Regions from separate parts of the Astyanax mexicanus genome. Here region 2 is linked to region 1. Evidence: chromatin contacts called from public Hi-C data. All regions are on one chromosome and are shown on one strand. Each heading gives the region's core, a stretch centred on a gene start, on an enhancer-like site or on the middle of the called end of the contact. The rest is flanking DNA. Distances are from core to core; before and after follow the strand shown. Region 1 holds the start of nfil3-6 (nuclear factor, interleukin 3 regulated, member 6). Region 2 has its middle 15 kb from the start of LOC103029673.

Region 1 (2,911 bases), core at 212-2,711:
TACCTTACCATACTGATCTATTCCCTTAACACAAACAGCAATATAATCAGCCAATTTTTATAATCACTAACCTATATATTATCTACAGTTTATTTATAGTATAGTAAGAAAAATAACCAACTTTATCTGTTGTTTATTGTGCTTAATATTGTCTAATTGTCTAAGCACCCTGTGTTTTGTTTATTGCATTTGCATTATAGCTCTAGCCAAATAGTTTCTTTGTACAGTACAAATCAGTATACATTTAAAGATAGTTATGGCTACAAAATATGTAAATATATAGTTTCACCTTCATTACTTCAATGTGGACATAAGCGATAAACACTGCACATTGCATTGATGGAAATGTAAGAAAGTCATGTAAGGTCAATTATTAATAATTAAAAGTATATTTTTTATTTGTACATGATGCAAAAGCAAATTTAGCTTTGTTCTCATTTACTATCTGTTTCTGAGCAATATCTTTAATTTTTCTCCAATCTCAAAAGGGGTGAATTATTTAAGTTTTGGGTGACATTCTGTGAAAATTCCTGAAGTAAAAAAATATTTTATTGTTAAAGTTTTTTTTTTTATATATCGTAGTCCTACTGACAATATCATATAGCTTAAACATAAACTTTTCTTACATTTTTTTGATTATTTTATTTAAACAATAGATAGATAGATAGATAGATAGATAGATAGATAGATAGATAGATAGATAGATAGATAGATAGATAGATAGATAGATAGATAGATAGATAGATAGATAGATTTATATGCTGTTAAATTCGTTCCGGTTTAACATTGCCTGGGTGTAGTTTTACGGTGCGCTTCGGTACGGGATGCGCGCGGAGTGTAGGCTATTCCACTCATTCATGAATCGCTACAAATAGCGCTGCGCTGTGGGACAAAATCCTACGTAAATTTATGCGTAAAACCTAAGGGGCGATTTTTTTTTTCTTTTACTTTTAACAGCGGCGTTTTTACAGTTGTACCAAAACGCGCAGGCTATTTTTAAAAATAATGTAATGCTTGAGTTTATTATTATTATTTATTAGGTTAATTCTACAGGCATACATTGCACATATGTATAACAGATATATAAGTAGATACAACAGTAGATTAAACAGCGCTATAAACCCAAAATATAAATAAAAATAAAATACATTACCTTTTTTGAAAAAGATTTAGAGATTCCAGTCCAAAATCGCCTGAGTGAAGTCCTCTCGATATAAACCGGGTCAAGCCGAAATTCTGATTTTAATAGTTTATATTAAATTATCTGCCAGCTCTAGGCGCGTTAATGGAAGATGTTCCGGATCATTGATCTGTTACCGGCTGTTATCTCCGTTATCTCTCGCGCTGCCTCCGTACATCACTCGTGTGTGCTCGGTTCTGAGCGCGAGACTCCTATTTGTAGCTTCTCTCCGGTGAGGTTCAGGCGAGGACTCGCGCTCGCCTTGTCTGAACTGCGCGGCCGCGTGTGGGAGCCGCTGATAGAGCCGCGCGCCAGACATTTCTATTTCTACCCGTTTTGGTGCAAGCCCCGCCTTCTGTGCCCTGATTGGCTAGTGGTTTACATTTCTGGGCATTATTCTGAGTGTATTGGCTGGCTTTGGCTTTATAGTTATTATTTACATTTTAATACATACCACAAAAGGTTGTTGCTTTTACACACTTCACAAAAATCACTTTGAACATCTCAATTATTGCCTAGCCATATACAGCTCCGGAAAAAAAGTAATTTTGGAGGCCACTTCAGAATTATTGTGTAGTAGTTCAGCAGTGCTGTTTTACTTAAAGTTCACCTGTCAAATCTATAAATGTTTTCTTCATTTGCTATAAAGATTATTATATACATAGTATATGCAAAACCAGTCAAAGTTTATTCATTTTTTAAAAATCTTCTACGTTGTAGATTAATATTAAACACATCTTGGCTGGGTTTTCTCAGTCAGCTTTATGAGTCAGTTATCAGCTGTGCTGAACTCGTCAAGAGTTAATTACTTAAATTTCTTGTCTCTTAATGTGTTTGAGAGCATTAGTTGTGAAGTGGTAGAGTTGGTATACAGTGAATAGCTCATATTTGAGTAATGTTCTAATCCACATTATGATAAGCAAGAACTACTCAACTAAGTAAAGAAAAAAGATGATCAAAAACGTTATGATGATAAAAGTGGCTCTCATCAGGACTGCTACAGGAAAGAAAGAGCAAGAGTTTCCTCTGGATAAGTTAATCAGAGTTACCAGCCTCAGAAACCGCAAATGAACAGCTCCCATGATAAGAGCACCTAAATGCTTCACAGAGTATTTTTTTGTTAGTTTAACACTTTTAAGTTACTACGCGATTCCTTGTGTGTTCTTTCATAGTTTGAAACTATAAAAAATAAAAACAATTGAATGAAAAGGTGTGTCCAAACTTTTGACTGATGTTGTACCCTAGAGTATTAGTGTGTATAACAGAAATAGGACACAGCCTAGTGCGGTCCTTCTAAACTGGGCTATGTTTTAATACTCACAATATGGTATAATGAATAATAACAGCTGGATAGTAGTTTATAAACTGTGGTCTAGATCTCTCTCAGGGGGCGTGGTCTGTCTGAATACGGGTGGGCCGCTGTGTTGGTCATTACTCCGGTGATCCGAGTTCACCGGGTACCGCCGCTAATCTCCCCTCTCTACAGCTCCTCTCAGTAATCTTTTCCAAACCATTAAGTAATATTGCTCAATCGCCCCGCCCCCCCGCTCCAGCGTCCTCACAGCGCGCGCGGCTATCCTCAACAGATGATACGCATATTTTTAGAGATTGTCTATCAGCAGCGCCAGTGACGCGCGGTGCGCTACTTCCCATTTTTAAAAACGCGATTACGTGAATATGGTTACAAAAGACTCACAGCATGAGCTGTGAAGATTATTCATACTCATGATT
Region 2 (3,120 bases), core at 280-2,779, 50 kb after region 1:
CATCCTTGGCTCTTCAAAGAGCTGTTTTATCATGATTCTATTCACATCTGACTTCATGAAAAATGAAAAACCCTTGCTGTGTGTGTGTGTATATATGTGTGTGTGTGTGTGTGTGTGTGTGTGGATTAGCATTATCCTACTGAAAAATCCTGCATCACACACACTATATTATAATTGTTTAATTCGCTTAGAATAACAGCAGCAGCAGAGTTTCTCACTCCACCCACACGCTTTAAATTAACATTATTAGGAATTTCAATTACATACAAAGTTAAACATCACAACAAAGAGAAGTGTATATAAAAAAATACAGCAATTTACATGCAATACAAACATTTACAATTCATACACACAGGGGTTGGACAATGAAACTGAAACACCTGGTTTTAGAGCACAATAATTCATTGTGGTGACGGACAGTTCTGGTGGAAACAGGAGAGTTGAGGTGCACATTGAATTCTGCCGTGATTTGATCAGCCGTGGTTTTATGTTTTTTGGATACAATCCGGGTTAGCACCCATACATCCCTTTCAGACAGCTTCCTCTTACAGCGTCCACAGTTAATCCTGTTGGATGTGGTTGGTCCTTCTTGGTGGTATGCTGACATTACCCTGGATACCGTGGCTCTTGATGCATCACAAAGACTTGCTGTCTTGGTCACAGATGCTCCAGCAAGACGTGCACCAACAATTTGTCCTCTTTTGAACTCTTTTGTCACCCATAATGTTGTGTGCATTGCAGTATTTTGAGCAGAACTGTGCTCTTACCCTGCTAATTGAACCTTCACACTCTGCTCTTACTGGTGCAATAATGTGCAATTAATGAAGATTGGCCACCAGGCTGCTCCAATTTAACCATGAAACCTCCCACACTAAAATCACAGGTGTAATCGCACGAGGGTCCATGGATGTTGGTTCTTAGTTTTTGTTTTAGCATTTTTTTAGTTTTTAATTATTTTTTTTTTTTTAACAGATTTGGGATCTCACATGTTGATAGCACAGTTTGTGGTAAAATCAGACACAGTCAAAAAAGTAAAAAGTAACACATATATAAACACACATATGGAATTACATAGTAAACAGTGAACAAAAAAAAATTAACAATCCCCTGATCTAATCGCCTGATTGTTTTGCATCTCGTTTTCCACAATTTACAGTTTACAACACAGATAACAAGCCAATAAAATTCTCTATTATTTTTTAAAAGATTATTTATATTCATTAAAGACGCCGTACTTAACAGAGGTACAATTTATATCTACATTATCTATTTTTTTATTCTATTTTTTCATATTACACCACAGTTCTTTCACTCTTTCACATTCTAACAAGAGATGTTCAACAGTTTCATGCCGTGCTCGTCCTTGGCATTTCAAAGAGCCTTTTTAATCACCATTTTTGACACATCTACATTTAATTCTAGTGAATTCCCCAGTAAAACATGCAGAATGAAGAGGGGAGGGGGGGGGGAACGGCTGGTAACATTATATGGAGCTGAACGCTCCGGCTCAGGGGCTCAGGATGCACTGGGCTCATTAGGGTCACCACACAATAACCCGATAAATGAGGGGAAGTTGGCTGCAGGCGGCGAGATGACTCAGTTCTGGGGGCTGACGATGGAAGGCTGCTAATTTTAAAGCGTTAGATGTGCGTAAGAGAGAGAGAGAGAGAGAGAGAGAGAGAGACTGATCAAATATGAAAATGTTCTCTCTCTCTCTCCAGATGTGACGCGTATGACTCACCCACCACTTGACAGGGTTACATAACGCAGGCCTTCTTCATTATTGGTTGACAACGCCTCACATTCATCCTGCCCTTGCTGTGACTTTCAAGGGCTACAGTTGGAGAAGTGTTCTTCAGAATGTATAAGGTACTTAGTGCCTCTTACTGGTGGAACACAGGAATACAGAACTTCAAGGAAAAAAGATGAGATTTTCTGTTTGTTTGGGGTAACAATAAAAAACAATTTGTTATTTTTTTCGTTCTTTATTTATTTAGTTACAAGTTCATGATTATTAACGGCAATTAAGGAACACATATTGAATTATACAGTAAACAGCAAAAAAGTGTCCTCAACAATCCCCCGATCTAAACCTGATCAACTGAGGCCCCGTCCACACAAATCCATATGTTTTTAAAAACTGAGGTTTTTGTCTCAGTTTTGGCCTTCCGTCCGCACGAAAACAGCATTTTTGATCACTGAAAACGGAGCTTTTTCAAAACACCTTCCAGCGGATCTGTGTGGACGGGGAAAACAGAGCTTCTGAAAACACTGACGTCACACAGTGAGTCTGCACTTTTTCTTTACACTAGCTTAGACTGTTTAGAATGAGCCTGAAACAGGGACAGAACCTGGATTAATCACTGCGATTTGCGGATTAATGACATGTTTACAGCTTAATTTAATGTTGCTCTCACATTAAGTAACACAGCGGAGGCACCTAAATATGCTGCATGCAGTTTTTTCTGATCCTCCTGTCTGGAGGTACAAACCTTTCGGTGAGAGAAGATTCTGGTCATTGGAATTCTGGAATGCCATTTCCATGTGGACGGGGAGATTTCTGAAAACGCAGCTCGTGTGGATGAAAATATTTTTTTTAAATGGAGACAAAAACCTCAGTTTTTAAAAATATCCAGATTCGTGTGGACAGGGCCTGAGATTTTCAACCCTGGTGCTGAAAGCTCCTTCACACTCAGCTCTGCTTCCTGCAAGCTGTAGCCTCCGAACTACATTTACCAGGATGCACCACACACTGACATCACACCCAATTCTGATCACATGACATTTCCAAGAAGTAGATCACCTGAGTAATAGCCACATGGTTTAGCCCTATAACAGTGGATCATTTGCTCATTTGAGTCAATGCATTTTTTTCTATTGCCTGTGTTACTCCCACTTATTTTAACCTTGCTTTTGTATTTAACGACCTTGATTATTGCCAGCACTCTGATATTGCATTGCCATGTTTGACCCCTGGAGCTTCACAGAGTGAAGGAAAAGCAGCAACTATTGTTCAGCACCTCCAGGAACTCCTTCCTTCAAGACGCTGAGAAAACTATTCCAGGTGCCTCTCCCTCATGAGGACACTGAGATTAAAATACCAAGAGTGTGCAGATCTGT

What was found. Hi-C and Micro-C count contacts between places; a contact is called where the count stands out from the background.
Region 2: a Hi-C map of blood shows a contact between it and region 1, with 3 times the contacts expected there. The contact joins the enhancer-like site here to the promoter of nfil3-6 in region 1. A contact is called at or near these places in 3 of 3 Hi-C or Micro-C datasets (blood and muscle).

What each region holds. Positions count from the first base shown.
Region 1 is chr19:38,618,392-38,621,302 of AstMex3_surface, forward strand. It overlaps nfil3-6 (nuclear factor, interleukin 3 regulated, member 6), which reads right to left and starts at 1,462. Exons shown (of 2, transcript XM_007241445.4): 1 at 1,154-1,462.
Region 2 is chr19:38,668,217-38,671,336 of AstMex3_surface, forward strand. No RefSeq gene overlaps it. Among protein-coding and RNA genes, the nearest start is that of LOC103029673, 15 kb to the right of the region's middle. Within about 2 kb of position 1,530, the one cell type or tissue checked has an H3K27ac peak away from gene starts, as active enhancers do.